Linked DNA regions of Sus scrofa: region 2 is linked to region 1. A link is a contact called in public Hi-C data. All regions are on one chromosome and are shown on one strand. Each heading gives the region's core, a stretch centred on a gene start, on an enhancer-like site or on the middle of the called end of the contact. The rest is flanking DNA. Distances are from core to core; before and after follow the strand shown.

Region 1 (4,168 bases), core at 926-3,425:
ACAAAAATTGTGGACTTAAATGGCTGAAGTTTGAGGAACACCCTGCTGTGGGTTCCTGAGCTGACTTTGTGGGGTTTCTGGGCAACCAGAGAGTTTCCCACTCTGCTTCATGTAGCACCCTTACAAACAGGAAGCAGTAATACATGGCAGCAATATTATTTTATGACATATTCCCCATAAAGTCAGTGTCTTCCCTTATGACTTGAAATGGTTAGGCATGTTGAATAGATTTATCAGTATAATTTTTAAATGTTTCCTTTTAGAATAGTATACCTTCTTCTTCCTCCTTTTCCCCTCATTTCTCTTCTAGGAACAGAAGGAAATGGCTATCACCCATAATCTCAATGCCCAGAAATAATTACTGTTGACATTGTGTTATATTTCCTTCCTGTTCTTTTCTAATAATATACGTAAATGATGTGCTGAACCCACTCCAGGAAAGCTCCCTGATGACTCCTATGAGCAAAGCTCATTTTCACCTGAGTCAGATTACTCGTTCCTTCACTGCATCTGACATGGTTGATCCTTCTGGAAGTCTTCTGCCTCACTGACTGTGACACCGCTCTCCCCTCTCTCCTCCTAGGTCTACTTCTCATCTCCTCGTAATGGCCCCCATCCCTGCGCATTTCTTAAATGCAGGCCTTCCTCTCCTCCCTGAGTGGTCTCACTATGGCATGAAATCTCCTCCACCTCTTCTTTAAGCCACTTCTTCTTCTCAGTCCCAGACCTAGGGCCTCCTTTTCTGGAGGTCCCGGGACCACATCAAACTCATCGTGCTCAAAATTATACTCATAATTTCTCCCCTAACACCTAATGTTTCTTCTGTATATCCAGTCTCATGAATTTAAGCCAGAATCAAGATGTCATCCCTGACTCCTCCCTCTCTGTCATCCTTGACAACGGATGAGGAGTCAAGTGCCCTCCTCTCCACCCCATGGCACTGCCTCCATGCAGGCCCCCATGGTTTCTGGAAGACCTGCCCCGGGCACTTAGGGAGGCTCCCTGCCTTCAGTCACCTTACCCACTATCCTATACTGAGAGTGATTTTCTTAAACAAAGTCTGATCATGACACTTTCTTGCTTAAAACACTATTTAATGAAAAATCCAGGGCAAACAGTAAACTCTTACCTCTAGAGAGTGGGGCAGGACCATTTGCTTTTTATTCTGCGTACTTTTATACAACTTGATTTTGCTTTAATAATGAGCATGTTATTTTTCTAGTTCAAATGAATAAAGAGGTTTTCAAGAAGAAAACACATTCAGTGTACACCCCCTGTTGCTTACAAGCAGGGGGCTAAAAATTCACCATACTCTGCTGCCGATTCTCCCTAAAGCTTCCTGTCCCCCACACTGCAGGCTTATGCTATATGACTCAAGTTTATCCTGTAGGCTGCGGGTGTTCTGAACTTTGCTCATGCTGTTCCCTTCATCTGCAGTGCTGTTCTGGTCTTTGCCGTTTGCCCTGTGCTTAAACATCCTTCATGGCTCAGACTGAGTCACCTCTTCTATGAAGGACTTCCCCATCCCAGAAGGCATGACTGTGCTCCCTTTGTTCACCAGCCTGGGACTTTACCCTATGGAGAGGTCCATTCTGGAGCCCACGTGATATTTACATGTTTGCCCCCTCCACATATGCCCATGAGTCTCTTGAGAGCGTGGGCTGTGCCTCTTAGCAAGCCCTTAAAAAACAACACAATAAAGCCTGTCATTTACTGAGCCTCTCCCTCTCTGCTGTACATCTTGTGTGTCACAATGTCATTTCTAATCCTGGAAATAATCTGCAAAGCAGAATAGCTCCATCTCACAGAAAGAAATTTGAAGCTCAGAGCTAGGCTAAGGGTCATCCAGATGGTTTTGGGGCAGAGCTGGGAATTGGAACCTGTGCCCTCTGTAGCTGTCTCACCGGTAGCAGCTAGCATAATGATGGCTCAATAATCCATCACTTAGCATGTCACCAAATAATTCAGTAGGACAGTAGTCCATCTCACTAAAAAGTGTTTTATTTTACAGGCCCATGACTTAACCTCAATCCTTTCTCCATGTACTTTCTGAAAGAGATGCCCAAGGGCACTTCAGGGACCACAAAGCAGTTTACAGGAGTGGACAGTGTGCATCTGCCCTTGGCTAATCTGCCCTGGCTGGATCATTGCTAGTCATTTCAAAGTTGTTTGCCAAGTTCATTACACAAGAGCATGTCCCCAGGGACAACAGTTTTGTCACTGAACAAGGCACAGGCACAAACCATGGTTCTGGGGATCGGGATTTCACCTCAGGGAAACAGAGTTCTTAAGGGGACAGCAGAAAGGTGCAAATGCCTTGGGAATGAATCCCACAGGCCTGGATGGAAAGCTGAGGGCTGCTTGGCACCCTGAGCCTGGGAGTTGTGTCCCTGTGTGTATGTGCATGTGTGTGCCTGTGTTGGGAGGGGGTGTCTTGAGGGACACCGCAACTAATGCGGAATAGTGAGGCTCTGGGCAAGTCAGGGCTGGCAAGGGTGGCGATGGTTTATGCCCACCTAGCCTGGCTCAGGACTGGAGCCTGGGGGAAACGTTTTCTGGGAGGTTCTCACAGCTCCCCATAAATGTTCAGCCTCAGTGGGCCTGGCAGAGTAGTAGTAGGAATGTGGCTGGAAAAATGGAGGCACTGGTTCCCTTTTGCTGGGGGGCATGGATGGGGCCACAGAGCAGTTTCGTGAGCCCAAGAAAAGAATAAAAAGTTAATACGCTTAAGTCAGCATAAAAAATGGTTGGGTCACTTCAGTGCATAGCATAATTTGACAGAACATTGTGCATCAACTGTGATAATTTTTTTTTTTTTTTAAGTGGACTTGGAGCCTGCTCTGAGGCTACAGAGGTAGAGACCTGGTTCCTCCCTGCAGTTTCCTTTCTAATAGGGGGAGACAGACATGCAAACACAAAAAAACAACGGTGGTGGTGAATGGTGGATGTTGGGTGGAACCAGTAGTTCTGCTAACACATTGTATGTTTAAAGGGTGAGTGAAACTCTCTTTGCAATGTTCTATGCAAATGTGGAATCCTGATCATATTACTATGTTTATACCTAGCACGCCAGCACTTAAAGTGGAAGCCAGACTTGGTCAGGTTGCTATTGGGAAGTTGAAAGCTTCCTGCTGAACAAAGAGCGTTACTTTTTGCTATTGAGGATTTGGGCCACACAGTACTTTGATCTAAACTTTTTAGTAGATAAAGAATGAATATTTATTGTTTTTATGAGCAATGTTTTGTATGAAACAAATTTGGGGGAGTGGAAAGGAATAAATATTTGGGACAGCAAACATTTAAATGCCAGTAGTTAATTTACTTTGTTACCTTGATTTACAATGGTAACATTTGGGTGGAGAGCTGAAAAGAAGGAACACTCTTTGTTCTTGTTTTATTTAGAATTTCTAGCGTCTAAAGGAATGTTTTTACTGCAAGTACATAAAGTAATGAAAAAACCCCAAAGGATTTAAATGCCATTAGAGAAGCTTAACCTCAGGGTGTTAAATGAGCAAAGGATATTCTGGCAGATTTCTCTGGACTCTTTTTCTATTTTTTTCCGTCTTAAATATCTTTCAACTTCAAGTTTGTTGTTATAAGACTAGGAGGAAAAGAGAGTGTTAAAAAAGGGGGTGGGGGGCAATGAAAAGCACCCAAGGCTCCAGGACAGTAAACTGAGGACCCCACCAGGAGAAGGGACTGATTCTGGGAGGTTTAGGGCAGAGGAGACCGTAGGTATCCTGTAGACCAGAGGGCTTTATCTGGATGCCTCGGGCAGTCCATCTGATACGGCATGGACATCTCTGTCCTTTGCCTGCCTAGATCCAGCCAGTATGACTAAATAGCTACCAGCTTCAGAGTCTTAGGAACCTGAAATCCTAAAATCATATTTAGAACTGATGTGATGTTTAACAAGGGTCATCTAGAGGGAAAGCATCTGATAGGCTCAGGAGGTACACTGGCTTTTAATGTTTCAACATACCATTTGCCTTGATCAGATGTTATTTTCAGGAAAGAAAGTAGTCTTGTTTCTGGGACTTTGCCACACGAAGACATTGTTCTGAAATTTTAAAATACTCCAGAGTTTCATAATCTCTGCAAGTGTTCAAAGGGCAGAAAAAAACAAACAAACCACAGCTTAACGTTGTTTCAGGCTTAGTGTTTTATT
Region 2 (3,580 bases), core at 660-3,159, 130 kb before region 1:
CTGTCCCCACCCCAGCCTCAAGTGAGGTGGTAAAGACAACCGGTGTGGCCTTGTGGTGGCCCCCAGCCTCCGCACCAGCTCACCGAGTCATCCTTTTCCCTCTTCGTGGCACCCACAGGGCCTTCTCCTCTTCCCCTCTTGAGCTGAGCACAATATAATTGCTAGAACAACCCTTGGCCAGGTGGCCATTCGGCACAAGGATAATACATGCTTCCTTGGAAAGAATTTCAACATCCTTTAATAAAGCCATTTCTTTCTATAGCCCCCCATTTCCCCACCATTATTTTATTATCTCAGTATCCTTACAAATCCTCACAAGAAGGTTGGTTTCAGAGATGCTCTTACAACCACCAACCAAAAAGCAACTCCTCCCCACCTGAGGCACTCTCCTGATAACACACCTAGTATTTAAAAAACTTGCAAGGAAATTCTATCAAATAAGGCACCTCATTTGAATCTGGTTTCTCCTTTAAAATACAGGGTCACCATGGCAGCAGACCAGTCTTAGCTCCAAAGAGAAGAAATGGGGGCCTTCCAGTGCCCCCCACTGTTATCTGTGTTAGAGACCTGAAAAGGGTCAAGTTAAGATTCTTTTCAAGAAACCACAAGCATGAGGCTCAGGAGACTGGAGACTCCCCACATCTAAGGCCTCACTGGGGGCTGTGGCTGAGGTGGGGTGGCAGGCGAGCCCCAGCGTAGCCCAACCCAGCAATGGAGTCATCATCAGAGCCACAGTGCAGCTGCCGCTTCAAAGGGAGCTCAGAGTCTCATCTGATGGCCGTCAGGCTTGGGGTCCCTCCACCACAAGTCACATGTGGGTCGTGCATAGAGTGGATCTGAAGGGGCAACATGAGAAAATGTCCCCCTCCCCGCAACCTGGGAAGCTCTCCTGGACCAAACTCCAATCCTGACAAAATATCCCACTAACCCACATGGATCCAGGAACCCAAGCTTACTCAGTAAAGGGGAATCTCAAGATTTCAGGAAGGACCTGCATCTGGGAGATGACCAGCTCCGACTCTGAGGCAGTAGGGCCTTCTAGGCCTTGGCTCAAAAGCCATGAGGAAAGGGGAAACGCCTCAGAAGGACAAATATAAGCTTCTGCTGGAAGCTGAATGCTTTGCCAGCCCACACCCGTGGGGTTCCAAAGCCCAGCCCCCCAACCCAAGCTGTCCCCCAGCAGGAGGGGCAGCACGTGGAGAGGAGGGGTGACATGTGACACAGGACCTGCAGGGTCCGCCAGAGATGGTGCAGGCCAAGTGGGGACAGCAGAGTGCGCGGGTGAGCACCCTGTGCCAAGACCCCCGGACCTCCCCTTGCTGTCACATAACCTCACCTCCTTGTCCAGAAATGGTTAAGAGGCCAATAAGGGACTTGGAATAAGAGATCCTTCATCTCCCTCCCAAAGGAGCAAGAACTTCAAAAAGTTTTAAATTAAGACGTGAAATTTGAGGAAAGTATCCGAGATCAGTCTGTGAGAGTGAACAGAGGCAGAGACTCTGACTGTGAAGATCACCTCACAGCAGCACAGCACACCCCTCACGCCAACCGCCTGAGGTGTTTGGCCTCGCCTCTGGGCAAACCGACAGTTGGCTGTTTGCTATTCCGGGGCGTAAACCCTTGAACAGAGCAGAGTCCTGTGTTCAGGCAGAGGGGAACAGATCTGCAGAGCAGGGAGTGAGCGGGACAGAGCTGGCAGGCCCTGTCATTCCAAAGGGAACTGGGCCATTCTGTCATTAATGGCTGCGCTGAGGGGACCCTGAGAGAGTCCCCAGGCCTCCTGGCTCCAGCTGGGTCACAGAAGCTGGTGAGGAAGAAGGAAGGAGGGCAGTGGGTGCTGGGCACCGCTGCGCCAGGCACCGGGATGGGAGCTTCACATGCATGATGTCATGCCATCACAACAGCTGTGCTGATCGCGGCCAGTTTTCAGAGGGCTGGGCTGAGCGGGGTGAAAGGTCTTACCTAAGGCCACCCAACCTACACGTGGCAGGACTGGCTTTTGAGCCCTAAACCCAAGTTTCCTCCACCACACCTTAGAGCTAAATTCTTGCTCATTCTCTTCTTTTGGCCAGCCTGCCTGCCTTCCATGCATCCGTCTGCCCATCTGAGTCACCAGCAGCACTGGTGCTGTGCAGGTGGAAGCAGTCTCCATCTAGACCACGGCCCACCCAAAGGTGCTATGCTCTGTTTGAAAGCAGGATGAGCCAACAAAGGGCATAAGAAATTAACTTTGAAATTTAAATCTCTAAGACTGAAAGTATAACCTACAAAAGGCAACCTCAGGTCTTTGAGAGTAACTATTACCCAGTGTTTGAGAAACGAAAAAATGATAACATGTGGTTAAGAAAGTCAGTGCAAGTCTGCTTTCTGCAGCCAAATTCATCCTTAAGTCCTGGCATCCAAACTAGACAGTCGCATAGTACCCTAGTCACAAGCTCTGATGCAAGATGATTCCCAGGAAAAGAGATTTTGCAGAATTCTTAATTGGTCTTAACTTTCCACCTGAGGTTCTGTAAGTAGTGTGAATCTTGCTTTTACTGTGAACATGCTGTGTGAGGTTGGAACAACAGGGATGGAACTAATACCTCTGGACCACACATTCTGGGGAGACGCTGGTTTCCATCTGCAGCTATCGGTTTCTCTTCCTGACCAGCCCCGTGTGTCTCCCCGTGAGGACGAACATCACACTGGTTGGCTGGGCCTCCCAGAGCAGGTCTCACCCGCCAGCTCCTTGCCTCTGCTGGAAACCCTACAGAAGAATTCTTGGCAAAGTGCAGAGCAAGAGAGCCTCAACGTCCATTTTTAATTTTGCAGGATGAAGTGCTTCAGGAGGACAATAACTATGGAGACTCATTTATCTACCTCCAAATTCTTTAGCCATTTCACCTTTTCATAAAGTCTCCCACACCAAAGACACTAACTCACCTTTTAAAAGTGAGGCAACAGAATTAATGCACAATTTTTTTCTTTGAAACCAAGAATTTCTATTGTCACACTTATGTGTGTATGAGTCTGCGTGTCTAGGGCTGCGTGGCCTGGGGAGGCAACTCTGCATTGTGGTTCAGAGCACGAGATCTGAGATGGTTGGTGGGCTGGGTGAAGCCTGGCCTTCATCGTACCACGTGGGTTATCCTGGGCAAGTTAATCAACATACCAAACCCCAGTTTCCTAGTCCGTAAAGTGGAAACAGTCACTACATCTCATCACACGTGCTGAGGGGATGAAAGGAGGTAACAGATGCAACAGGCTTGGCGAGTGCCTGGCACCTGAAAGGACACAATGAATGTTGGTGTCTGTAGTGGGTGGAGACTTGAGTTAAAGAGGAACAGACCCAGGTCTGCATGAGACATCCTGCACACCAGCCACGTGGCCCTGGACGTTTCTGATGTTTTCTTATCCCTCAGACAGGACAGAGATCCCTCTCCATACTGGGCTGCCATGAGAACGGGATGCAGGGGCTTCGACTAGGGCACCCAGGACAGAATATGTGGTCTAGAGGTGATATTTCCATTTCTGTTGTTCCAACCTCACACAGCATGTTCAGGGTAAAAGCAAGATTCATACTATTTATAGAATTTCT

What was found. A called contact is a pair of places that touch in the nucleus more often than the background predicts.
Region 2: a Hi-C map of liver shows a contact between it and region 1, with 2.5 times the contacts expected there. The contact joins two enhancer-like sites. A contact is called at or near these places in 4 of 47 Hi-C or Micro-C datasets (liver and skeletal muscle).

What each region holds. Positions count from the first base shown.
Region 1 is chr8:113,803,473-113,807,640 of Sscrofa11.1, reverse strand. All of the region lies in intron 4 of LOC100738196 (a long non-coding RNA gene), which reads left to right. Among named protein-coding and RNA genes, the nearest start is that of LEF1, 21 kb to the left of the region's middle. Within about 2 kb of position 2,175, at least 4 of the 83 cell types and tissues checked have an H3K27ac peak or open chromatin away from gene starts, as enhancers often do. A contact at or near this core is called in liver, where this site is marked.
Region 2 is chr8:113,937,705-113,941,284 of Sscrofa11.1, reverse strand. All of the region lies in intron 11 of LEF1 (lymphoid enhancer binding factor 1), which reads right to left. Among named protein-coding and RNA genes, the nearest start is that of HADH, 66 kb to the left of the region's middle. Within about 2 kb of position 1,909, at least 6 of the 83 cell types and tissues checked have an H3K27ac peak or open chromatin away from gene starts, as enhancers often do. A contact at or near this core is called in liver, where this site is marked.